Linked DNA regions of Sus scrofa: region 1 is linked to region 2. Evidence: chromatin contacts called from public HiChIP or PLAC-seq data. All regions are on one chromosome and are shown on one strand. The core of a region is the stretch at or near the end of the contact, and the rest is flanking DNA. Distances in the headings are between cores, read along the strand shown. Region 1 overlaps SLC9A8 (sodium/hydrogen exchanger 8). Region 2 overlaps B4GALT5 (beta-1,4-galactosyltransferase 5).

Region 1 (6,558 bases), core at 3,800-6,299, 190 kb before region 2:
GGTTCAAGGGTCACAGGTGTCCCTACCTTTACTAGGCAATGCCAGGTGCTTTTCAAAGTGATTCTATTAAGTTGGGCTCTTGCCAGAGCATGACAAGTCTTCCTGCTTCCCTCGTGCTCTTGATATTGCATCAAATCTCTCCGTTTAATGGCTTGTTCCTCTCATTCTGGTTTCATTTCTTATCACATTTTGAAAAGTGAACATAACATGCCATGTGTTCCTTATCATTGAATAAAATTTCTTTGTAAAAGAAAATAGGAGTTCTCCGATGGCCTAGCAGGTTGAGGCTCCTACATTCTCCTGCTGTGGCCCTGGTTGCTGCTGTGTGGTTTGATCCTTGGCCCACGAACTTCCATATGCTGCCCGTGTGGCAAAAAAGAAACACACACACATACACCCCCCCACACACACGTTGCAAATCTCATTTAAAAAAAAAATAGAAAATATATAGAGACGAGATCCTAAAAAGAAGGTACCCATTATCCTTCCACTCAGAAAATCAAAGTCCCCTCAATCGCAGCACCTATCCTTCCAGATTTTTTCCTACACACACACACCATTAATTTAATTATTGGAGGCTGATGCTCTATATATTATTTTGGAATCTGCTCGTCCGGCTTCGCGAGGCTCTATCGGAATTGTTTTTGTTGCGAATGACATAAAGCCCAGCCTGAATGGCATAAACAGTGAGGCTGCACTGTCTCCCCCGGTGACAGGGCTCCGGAGGGAGGTCGGTCGGGTCCAGGGCGGAGGACTCGGCCCTCGGCCTTTCTGCTTAGCAGGCTGGTGGGGGCGCCCTCACAGCGGGAGGCCGAGGCCAGGCAGGGGAAGACGCTGCTTCCCTCCTCTGAATGATTGTGTGTGTGCGGAGACAGTCCTGGAAACTCTTCAGGAGGTCGCTTCATTCTCCTGTGGAACTGGGTCCCAGGCCCGTCCCTCAGCATTCGCAGTCGTGAGGGGTAAGGGGTGACCAGACATGGCTTTGTCTCCCCTCAGCCCTGGGGGCTATGAGGCTCTCAACTTTGTGTGACCCTCCCCTGCGGCTTTCTGGCCTCTAAGGAAAACACACCTTCCCTGGCTTGCTCCCTTTCACCTGAGTGCTTGCTTTTTCTAGACATTGAGAAGGTTGAAATGTGAGTGAAAATACGCAGCTGCCCTCAGGCTCGGCTCTCCTTTACTCCCAGAGCTCCATCTCATCCAGGCAGACACGCTCCTGGCCTCCCCTGCAGCCACCAGCGGAATTGGAGCTGCAGCTGCCAGCCCACCACAGTTCACAGCCACGCCAGATCCTTAACCCACTGAGCGAGGCCTGGAATCGAACCTGCATTCTCATGGATATTAGATTCATTTCTGCTGAGTCACGACGGGAACTCTCACACTGCAGGGTTGTGAGGAACTAAGGAAAACCTGCTAGAAGGTTCACGCCTGGGGTCAGGACAGGTTCTCTTGCCTGGTTTTGCTTCGTATCACATGTATTTTTTGTTTGCACCTGTGCCTGCTTAGCAGCTTCGGAAGCCTCCTAGAAGTATGAGAGGGTTTCAAAGTGAACTTCGAGACTTGTCACAGATAATGCCACTACCTTCCTTCAGACGCCTGCCTGGTTCAGAGCCTGGTCTCAGCCGGGCAAAGGCCCACCAGGGGCTGGTCTGCAACCCCAGGTGGCAGCGGGTGATTGGCCCAGCATGGGGGTAAGATGAGTCCCTCGCACCCATGAGGCTGGGTCCGAGCTGAGCCCTCCTGCTTGGCCTCGTGTCCTCACAGGGGCTGTATGCTTAGGCTATTCAAGATGGCTGTTCTCTTGCCCTCTGTACATGCCCTGCTCAACCAAGGCCTGCGTTACTCACGTGACTATCCAGTCCTCTTAATTACAGGGCTTAATTAGGTCCTGGTAACTGAGCCCTCCTGACAGCAATCCCCCCCTTTAAATGGCAGCCTCCTTCTCCCCGTGAGTCGTGAAGCCTGCTGCTGCGTCCTGCCGACCACGGTGGGCTGTCGCTCCAGGACCCCTCATGTAAGATCCTCTGTCCAATGAGCCATGGATGTCTCTGTCACTGTCACTGGGCTCTTTCTTTGGTCTCAACTACAAGGCTTGCAGGCCTGTGGGGTGAAGCCCAGCAGGGATGGAGGCAGGACTGGATCCAGAAGCCCAGGCTCCTGCTCACTAACCACTGTGTTTTGCCGGCTTTTGGCCGCGAGGGTCACAGGCATTGACAGAGTCTAGGGGCCTGTGCACCACGTGTCTGCAAAGCCACTGAGCACAAACACAGAGAGTGGCAGCACTCATTTTTATTTCTAAATAAGTATCCAGAGACACTACTGTTTTCCATCCATGTTTTAATTCTCTAAAGAGTCCAGTGAGATGAAGAGGCTCCAGCATAGCAGCTACAGGTCCCTCCACCTCCACCCATGCGCCCCTCCCCAGCCCGCAACCCCACCAGGAAGAGCAGCAAGTCATTTCTCAGGAACTAGGACCTGATGAACGCCTCTCACAGCTTACTTGAGGGAGGACAAAAGAACAAGCCTGACCTTCTCAATGGTCCTTAAATCAAAAAGCAGTACTTAAAAGTATCCTTCATTTTCACAAAGAAAATTACTCAAAAGAATACAAGGTTCTGATTAACGGTGAGAACAAACCAAGCTTTGCAGGAGCTGCACCAGAGAAGCTGAAGGCTTTGGTAGCCACGAACCTCACAGCGGCCCAGGGGGTGAGGCGCCTTCCCTGGCCTGGGCGCCCCCACGGCCCCTAAGAGCAGGGCTGGGGCCTGGCGAGGTGAGTGCCAGGAAGGCGCCGATGCAGCTCTTCCCAGCGGACTGGCTGCCTGGACAGGTGACCTTTCTCCTCTGACCACCAAGCCGAGTTCCCCTTCAATCACAGGGCCACAGGTCTGGAGCAGAGCTCTTGCCCTAAAGCCAGGAAGCTCCTGCAGAGAAGCTGCAAGACCGGCTCCCAGGTAAGGAAAAGCCACAGATTTTGACCCCCCTCTGGGATTAGGGGCAATGTTGGCTGGGGTGGGAAAGGGTGAAATTGGTGGGCCAGAGGAAAGAGAAGGTCTTTCTTTTGTAACTTGGAGGCGGAAGTCCCTGAATATCTAGTGCCATTTGTATGCAAAATGACAGGAGGCTAAATGGAAGGGAGTGTGGCTGCCTGTTCGGAGCCTTCACTCTGACTTGTGGTGTTTTCACTTAAAACATATTGCCTGGGGCTTTGGAGACTGGGTTCCCAGTGGAACAACTTCTTAATGATTCTGGCTGCTCCATCAGGAATTTGGTTTCATATCCACCACCCAGCAGGAGAAACACATGCCTCCAGAAATCCTGGAGGGAATGGGGAAAGAGCAAAGGATCGGTCTTTTTTTTTTGCATTTAAAGTCCTAATTGGAGCTCCCTGGTGGCCTGGCGGACTAAAGATCCAGTGCTGTGCCTGCAGTAACTCCAGTTTTATCCCTTGCCCAAGACTTCTGCATGCTGAGGACATGGTCAAAAAAAAAAAAAAAAAAAGGAAAGAAAGAAAGAAAAAAAAGAAGTCCTGGAGTTCCCATTGTGGCTCAGTGGTTAACGAATCTGACTGGGAACTATGAGGTTGGGGGTTCGATCCCTGGCCTCACTCCGTGGGTTAAGGATCCAGCGTTGCCATGAGCTGTGGTGTAGGTCACAGATGCAGCTCAGATCTGACATTGCTGTGGCTCTGGCGTAAGCTGGTGGCTACAGCTCTGATTAGGTCCCTAGCCTGGGAACCTCCATATGCCATGGGAGCAGCCCTAGAAAAGATAAAAAGACCAAAAAAAAAAAAAAAAGTCCTAATCGATGGCAGATCATTGCTGTTGAGAGATTCCTCCTTACACTAGGATCTGGGATAAGTTCTCTCTTTTTTTTGGCTGCATCCACAGCATGCAGAAGTTCCTGGGCCAAGGATTGAACCAGAGTCACAGCAGTAACAATGCAGGATTCTTACCCTGTTGCACCACCACGGAACTCCCTTGGATCAATTCTAAGGCCAGATCCAACCTAAACTATACCTGTACCTTTGATGGCGCTAACTTGGCCAAGGAGAGGTCCGCTACCACCTCCCCCACCAAAGCAGAAGAAGGATCCTGGCTGTGGCCACCTCGCTGGGGACTTTGCCAAATGTGACCCCTGTGAGAGTGGGAGTGTGGACCTGAGACCTCATGAGGCCACCTTTGACAGGGGCTTTAAGGAGAAGGCTACCCACCAATCTTTCCACGTTCCATTGCGTACAAAGGAATCCACAGGCAAATCAGAGCCTCCTCAGGCTGACGTGGGGGTACTCAGGGCTGCCAACATTCTGGGCCAGGCCCTGGCCCTTGGCCTTATGTCAGCCAGGGCCCAGCCAGCCTTCCTATTGGGAAAAGGGTGGCTGGCCTGGGGGAGGGTGGGCGGGCTTCAGCCTGCCCCTGGCCTGAGTGTCTGAGCCTGACTAAGGAACTGGGCCCTCTTCCATGTCAGCCCAAACCTGATCTCTGGGGAGCTAGGAAAAACCAGCTTCTTCTCCAGTAAGACCTCACACCCTCTGGATGTGGTCACTCCCAGGAGTCTACAGTCCCAGGGCTGCAGAAAGCATGTCATTTATCCCAGCAGCTCAGAATCACAGGGAGTCTGTGGAGACACTGCCGGTGGGGCTCTTACTGCCACCTGACTCCCAGGCAGCGTGTCTTCGGTGTTCACTGGCTGAGCAGCCAGCCCCCCAAAGGCACTCGCTGACCTTACAGCCTTCACCTCACTCTAAAGTACGACCTTCTCTGTGTGCTGTGGTTCTCCTGGCCCATGGCCTAGACCTATAATATGTGGGAAGTTATAGTTATGCTGGACATTTTTTTAATCTTCCAGGCATTTTATTGCCTCAAACGATAGAATTATTAGGAATGCTAAAGGTGGACAGCAGCAATTTTTGATTCTTGGGCAAAGACATCTGAAAAAAGTTCACCAGAAAAATATGCCCATGGGCTTTGGCCTGTTTCTAAGTGTATAGGGATTGCATACGGGTTACCCTCCTTGCACGCTGCTAACCCCACATGGCCAGCAGGGGGCAGAAGAGGGCCACAGGAGATCCAGGCTGGTGCGGGTCCAGGTCTGGAAAGGTTCCCCGCAGCCACCTCCACACAGCCTTGGGGACCTTCCACAAATCCTCCCCCTCTTCTCTTGGTGTCATTCTCAGGTCTCAGCTAAAGGGGGGAGGCCAGGTGGGGCTGGTGACAAAGGGCAGCCTGAACTGAAAAGATGGCGTTTATAGGACTTTATGAACTCAGCCAAAAAGACTTCTTTTCTGGCACGCTATTGAGTTTACAATGCAACTTACGCCTCGGAGATGAGACTGAGTTTCAGAGGGAAAAGGAAGTTACTCCGAATCAGAGACTGGTCTCTGATTCCTGCCCCTACCCGCCACGGTATGACTGCTTCTCTGACTTTTCCACTTAAAAGAAACAGGAAATGATGGAGACCAGACTTAACGCACAGCATTATTCTTCCAGTGGGGCATTAGGTGGAGTAAAATAATCCTGTTTGGCTCAAATTATGGGGTTAAGGTGGGAGGTTACAAAAAGAAAAATCATTTTAGTTCTATGAAGTGCAAATTTACTTCTCATGCATAAAAAGGAAACTGTGCTTCCTGCCTGCCTGGCTTCCCTTTCCCCATTGTGTACACTTTTGGGGAAAGGGAAGGCCTTAGGGCCAGGGTCTGGCCTCGCGGGCTGGGCCTGTGAGTCCTGGAGGGTCCTGAGGTCAGTCCTTGCTCTCATCCAGAGCCAAGCTGCCTGACACAGAAAAGATGGAAACAAACTTGCTGCCAGCCCAGGGTCTCTGCTGGCGTCTGTGTCCTCAACAGAGAACCAAGGCCATGCATATGAGTGAAACCACCCCAGGGGATGCCGAGTCCCAGGGCTCCAGCTGGGTCCCTGAGCCACCTATGGGAATTGCCAGAGGCCTGTAGAGGGCAAAAGCCAGCAGGTAAAGGGCCAGAGAGGGGGTGGATGCCAGAGTCAGTAACTCCATGTCACCTGGATGTGACTGCCAGGTCTTCACCTTGAGATGGCTCCAGGGCTGAGACCATAGGGAGCGGGCAGGGTGTGTGTGTGTGTGTGTGTGCCAGTCTTCACCTTGAGATGGCTCCAGGGCTGAGACCATAGGGAGCGGGCAGGGTGTGTGTGTGTGTGTGTGTGTGTGTGTGTGTGTGTGTACTCCGAGTCCTGGGGTAGTGGTAGGGAGCGGGCAGGGTGTGTGTGTGTGTGTGTGTGTGTGTGTGTGTGTGCTGCCAGGTCTTCATCTTGAGATGGGTCCAGGGCTGAGACCATAGGGAGCGGGCAGGGTGTGTGTGTGTGTGTGTGCTGCCAGGTCTTCACCTTGAGATGGCTCCAGGGCTGAGACCATAGGGAGCGGGCAGGGGTGTGTCTGTGTGTGTGTGTGTGTGTAAGAGCATGTGCAAGCACTCTGAGTCCTGGGGTAGTGGTGGCTTCTTGGGGATGGCAGGTGAGACTTGGATGCATCTGTTTTGTTTTTTCCACACCTACAGCGTGTGGAAGTTCCTGGGCCAAGGGATCAAATCAG
Region 2 (5,987 bases), core at 3,038-5,537:
TATTTTGCCTTTACATGCTTCATGTGAATCAGCAGTTTGTAAACTAATGTTTACCAACAACATTCAGCAGTTATCAATTGATTATCTACCATGGTGATGGAAGTTTTAAATTCTATTAATATCTAAAACAATTTCCCAAAGTGAGTTCTGCAGAGACTCACTTGATGCTGCTAGGTATGTTAGTGGGGGAGGGGGGCTGGTTCGGGAAATGGCAAGTTAGATAATTCAGCATCTCTCTTGTAGGATTTCATTTGTTATTTTTAATTTTATGGCCATGTCCTTGCCATATGGAAGTTCCCTGGTCAGGGACTGAATCCAGGCTGCAGTTGCGGCAGCGTCAGATCCTTTAACCCACTGCACCAGGCTGGGGATCAAACTTGCACCTCTGCAGCAACCTGATTCTTAACCCACTGTGCCACAGTGGGAATTCCTGTTGTAGGATTTCTTTCTGGCCTGGAGTTACTGTGCATTGTGCATCTCCAAGAGTTGATAGCTCTTTGGTAGCAGATGAAACAGTGCTGCTGATAGTTCTGCTTGTGGCTGAGCCCATCCGACTACACCTAGACCACTAGCGTGTGGGTACCAGTCTTTGTCAAGTATAGACTACTGGGCTGGTGTCCAGAGGAGAGCAGCCAGGATGGGGAGGGAAGTCATGCTGATACCAAGCGGTACACACAAAGGAAGTGCAAGGCCAGGTTAGGTGGAGTAGAGCTGCAGGTGGAGGGAGGTTAAAAATGCCTGTCTTCTAATCTCTGAAGTGTGGGAAAGGGATTTGACTCTTTTATCAAAGGGCAGAATGAGAACCAGTGGGTAAAAGTGACTGGAAAACATTTTGGATCCAATCCAAAGTAGAATTTTCTTGTACATACTGACTCAGTGTTCTTAGAGGGTTTAGTTTTGGGGGAGGTATTGTATGAGGAGGTATTGAAAAGTGTTCATTAAAATTCCTTCCAACCCCAAGGCCATGAATTTGCGATTATTTTCTTTTGTTTGGCAAAGTTTACTTACTCAGCCTTTTTATTTTTTCAGACTTGTGCTAATGCCTATGGATAATTAGAAAAAGCATTAATAATACATGGTTTGTGTGAATTTGTTGGTTGAATGACAGAACTAACACATGAGACCATTGTTAGCAAACTGTAGACAAATAGGAACATAAAGCAAATTTTTGATCATCTTTAACAGGAACACAAGAATTGAAGAAGGGAGAATACTGGAGAAGTATGTAGACTGGGGTCAGAAGGATTAAAGAGATTTGCGTGGCAGAAAGGAGAGCAGAGCACTGCAGATCAGCAGATGCCCCGGGATGAAGGCAAGAGATGTAGAAGGCTTTTGAGAAGGAGCAGTGTGGGTAAATCTGTAATTAAGAAAGATCCATCTGGCAGCTTTACATAGGAGATAAAGTTTGAGAGCTTTTTCCTTAAGAGCAATCATTTAAGCCATGTGGTGCTTTGAGAGACAAGTTCCGGCTAGAAGATGGATGAGCAAGTTTGTAAACGTAGCCGTTAGAGCCTAGGTACGCCTGGTTCAGATCCATCCCTCCGTGACCTTGGTGAAGCAAGGTGGAGAAACCGAAGCCTGGAAGTTGACTCTAAATTGGATAGTATTACTTGCCTCTTAGGCTATGAGGATTACATGAGATAAAGAATTGGGTAACGAAGTGCTGAATATTACTCACTGTTATTTATTACGTAGGTATTATGCATACCTCCCCTAGAGCAGGTTCTAGAAATGTGGTCCTCCGACCAGCTACTCTGGTAAGCACCTGTGAGCTTGTCATGGGTCCCACTCACACTTAGTGAATCAGAGTCTCCAGGGGGTATGGGTTTGGGGGGGGGGAGGCTAGAAGCAGACTTCAAAAAGCTCTCTAAGCAGGAGGCAGGGAAAGATTTGGGAACTGCCCTAGAGGAATCCTAGAGTTGGGATTCAAGAACTAAGAAAGGGAGGGAATTTAAAAGGCAGGCTAACTGCAGTGCCTTTGCAGTAGAGAAGATCAAAAGCTCAGAGATGATGCACTTTTGGGGAAAAGGAGGTAGTTTATTTTTTTGCAGTGCCAAACTGACAGCTTTACACACAGTGCTCAATAAATATTTGTTTTTATATGATTGAATACGACTGGTTTAGTTTTATGTCGGAGATGGAAGATTTCAAGGGATATATACTATGTATAATACACATAATATATAGCCTAAGGGATAAAAGAATACTATAGAGCCACATTAGAAATATGATCCTGAATGAAGTTTAAATCTTAGGTTTAACCGATATTTATGGACTGCCTATCTACTGTGACTGGGTGCTGGGCTTTCTACTGTAGATAGAAAATGAGATGCTACTCTTGTTTGCAGAAGCTTCACAGAATTATCCTTTTTTAAGGATTTGCAGTTATTTTTTCCCCTGTAACTTCGTCTAGCAACGGAGTACTGTCCCTGAGCTATTCTCTGCTGATGCCAGAAGTTAAACATGCAGCTGTCTTCCAGTCACCACGAGGCCTAATCTGAGACTGCTCCCTCATTTCTGAAAGCATTCTGAACAGTGACTTCTTCATCATTTTACAGCTCTGGATATACCTTAGTGATGATTTGAAACCTTTGGAAAGATTTTATGCCCCTGTTTAATGTGGGGTTTGCCACATTGAGCGTTGTGCTGCTTAAACTGCTCGTCCCCACCCCCATCTCCAGTACTAGCGCCAAACACAGTAGCTTGCACTGAAGGAAATTGACTTCTAAGCTTCATCCATTTAGTCATTACTTACTGCCCGTTATGTGTAGGACACTGTGATAATAATGGTGAAAACGGTGTCCACAAAGTATCTTGTTGAAGAGCCAGGACCGCCTGAGGCCGAGTGAATTGAGCCTGGGGGAGTGGCCCAGGCTCCCTGTTGCATACCTGCCTGGGGCCTGGCTGGAAGTCAGCCAAGTGTTCCGATGATCCCTAGCACACGGGACTTCAGGAAAACCCAGGGGAAGATCACTCTCCAAAGATGACAGAGATTGGGCAGTTAGTCTGAAAATCATTGATTAAGAATCTGGTTTTTGTTTTGCTTTGTTTTTATTGAGATATAACTTGCATATAACATTATTTTAGTTCCAGATGCACAACTTGATATTTTGTATGTATTGTAAAGGGAATTTTATGTGTATATATATATATATATATATATATATACATATATATATATATATACACACACACACATATATATATTTTGTTTGTTTTGGCCACAGCGTGCAGTGGCTTGATATGGAATCTCAGTTCCCAAACCAGGAAATGAACCTGGGTCTCAGCTGTGAAAGCACCAAGTCCTAACCACTCAACCAGGGAACTCCAGGGAATATGTTTTAACTGACATTTGGGCCAGGCTAGCTGCTCCTTTCCCGTTGCTTTGGACTTTGGGGCTGAGGTGGGTGGGTAGTGAGGACTGCTGACATTCTTTCATTATATTCTTTTTCTCTCCAAATACTGCAAAGTAGCTGGAGCCTCCGTCTGCCTCTTTCAAAAGATAGCAGATCCCAACCTATATCTAAGTATTTCTAGAAAATAGGACAGCAGTGACTTCCTTTCTCTGAGGATAGCCATCAAGTATTAAGAATGTGAACTTAAGGAGAGCAGAGGTATTTTTCAAAATGTTTTAATTGATCCCTAAAGGTCACTCTGATCATGACAGTACAAACACAGGATTGGGTATTTAAAGACCTGGTAGAATGTAATTTTTTTAATTTACGGTTTTTCTAAAACTGCTGAAAATGGACAGAAACTTCCCTAAGTCTGCCTGGTTACCCGAGGAATATTGGTGTCCTGAAAATGTAGAACCCAATATGGAAAATGGAGTAGGCTTTTAGTGCTAAAAGGGGTTTCAAAATGAAAAAAGAAAAAAGAAAAGGTGCCCAAAGTTATGTGGGTTTTGGGGTGTGTTTTGCTTTAATGATTGTTTTTGAATCAACCTCTTTTCCCCTCTGCCTTTGTCTTCTGCAGTGAACACCTACCTCTTCATGATGCAAGCTCAAGGCATTCTGATCCGGGACAACATGAGGACAATCGGCGCTCAGGTTTACGAGCAGGTGGTTCGGAGTGCTTACGCCAAGAGGAACAGCAGCGTGAACGACTCAGGTATATATTTAATAAAGGGGTGGTCTGCTCAGAATGTCCCCTCCAGGAGAGGTAAATTTGGTTTGAATAATTATTGCTGATGAAAACAAAGCGTATTGTGAAAGAGAGACGGTTTGGCTGAGTCGTGGGTTATTACTAAAAGAAGAAGCTCTTGCAAAATGAATCCTTGTTCCTTTTGCTAATGGTCTATTAAGGGTGACTGGATAACTCCATTTTCACTCCTGATATGTTTCAGGGAGTCAGGGGGTGAGGAGTATCTTTCAAGACCCCCCCCCCCTTTTTGTGTGTAGTTGCCCTAAGTGGGCAGAGTGAGTATGTATCTTTAGGACATCAGTAAAACAGGAGCACCAAAAGCTGTTTCTGGAAATAATTTGATTTCAGAAAATGTATCCATAGAGCCAACGAGGAAAAGCACTTATTTTTAGGGCTTAACATTGTGCGATCGGCTTGTGGTAGTGGTGTGTCCACGGGGTTTTCAAAGCTCATTGTTAATTCCACACGGGAATAGTCGCCCCAACTCTGTTCTTCCTTTGGACGCTACTTGAACTTGTTCAGCCCAGTAGGACTTGTTTAACCTTGTAGTTTATAAATGCTTTAGTTGCAACTTAACAAATTTCCACTTCGTAATCATCACATAATCTGGGATGATTTCCGCAGACTATAAAAGTGACTTCTAGAGAGTTCCCAACGTGGTGCAGCAGAAAGGAACCCGACTGGTATCCATGAAGACCTGGGTCCGATCCCTGGCCTCGCTCAGTGGGTTAAGATCTGATGTTGCTGTGAGCTGAGGTGTAGGTCACAGACATGGCTCGGATCCCATGTTGCTGTGGCTGTGGTGGTGTAGGCTGGCAGCTGTAGCTCTGATTTGACCCCTACCCTGGGAACTTCCGTATGCTGTGGGTGTGGCCCTAAAAAGCAAAACAACAACAACAAAAAAAGCGACTTCTAGAAGAAAAGTTGAATACATCACCTGGTTTAGCTTCCCTGATCAGGTGTGGTTTTCATCCTATGGCTTAATTCCAGCTTGTGCCTGAGTTTGGTGGCCAGACTGTTTTAGCTTTGGGAAAGCTTTTCAGACTATCACCTAAGCAGCCGTGATGCACCCAGGAGTGAATATTTTTTGCCTTGACCTTTGGAACTTTTACCTGTAGCTTTATTACCTTTTGATCACTAATTATAAAAAGAAGAAAAAAGAACCCCAAATTTAAATGGCTTGCGTAATGTTACATTGTAAGAGCTTGTTCCTGAATTGTGGTGTTGACTTAAACTGTCTTTACAAAGGACTGTACATAGCAAGCTCTTCACCTTTGAGAGAAAGCTATCTTTTTTATGTCTCTCTTTTTTTAACTCTTCCAAAAATCGAACACAGGAAGTATTTCCAGATGGTTAAAATGGGTCTGCCATGAGGCTTCTTCCGTCTCCAGCCAGGGATGGTTTTTATTTAGAAAATAGATCCCGAGATTTCATTTTGCTATGCATTCATGATTTGCTTCTTTAACTGAGGACTAATGTGCTTTCCTTGTGGCTTCTTACTAACTTCACTCAAGCCTAGTATTATAAAATATGTGTATTTTAAAAAATTTCTTTCCAAGACAGTCCCTCTGTTCTTCTCTAGAAAGGTCTAAGGTTGTCCAGAGCTCACTGGAGGATGTGAAGTTGCTTTCTAAACCTTGCAAATGAAATTATTCTGTGGTGCTTGGGATCTTAATAGAAGTATTACCGCTGAAAGGAAAGTTAAATCCTGAGAAGAATTGACCACATCCTAATTTATCAGTCTGCCTTGCTGGTCAGTTTAGCAGCAACCAAGGACTATAGTTAGCAAACTGATAAACCTTGGTACTTCCTTTCTTCTTGTTTGCAAAAAGCAAGCGATCAAC

Evidence for each region. HiChIP or PLAC-seq counts read pairs in DNA pulled down with a chosen protein or histone mark.
Region 1: an H3K27ac HiChIP or PLAC-seq map of alveolar macrophages shows a contact between it and region 2. The contact joins two enhancer-like sites. A contact is called at or near these places in 2 of 47 Hi-C or Micro-C datasets (embryonic fibroblasts and heart right ventricle) and 2 of 2 datasets of contacts at active chromatin or transcription factors (alveolar macrophages and skeletal muscle).

What each region holds. Positions count from the first base shown.
Region 1 is chr17:51,472,987-51,479,544 of Sscrofa11.1, reverse strand. It overlaps SLC9A8 (sodium/hydrogen exchanger 8), which reads right to left. Exons shown (of 17, transcript XR_002340027.1): 16 at 6,111-6,558; 17 at 2,269-6,036. Among named protein-coding and RNA genes, the nearest start is that of IL29, 8.4 kb to the left of the region's middle. Within about 2 kb of position 5,049, at least 19 of the 83 cell types and tissues checked have an H3K27ac peak or open chromatin away from gene starts, as enhancers often do. A contact at or near this core is called in alveolar macrophages, where this site is marked.
Region 2 is chr17:51,278,236-51,284,222 of Sscrofa11.1, reverse strand. It overlaps B4GALT5 (beta-1,4-galactosyltransferase 5), which reads left to right. Exons shown (of 9, transcript XR_002340099.1): 2 at 3,976-4,110. Among named protein-coding and RNA genes, the nearest start is that of B4GALT5, 53 kb to the left of the region's middle. Within about 2 kb of position 4,287, at least 1 of the 83 cell types and tissues checked has an H3K27ac peak or open chromatin away from gene starts, as enhancers often do. A contact at or near this core is called in alveolar macrophages, where this site is marked.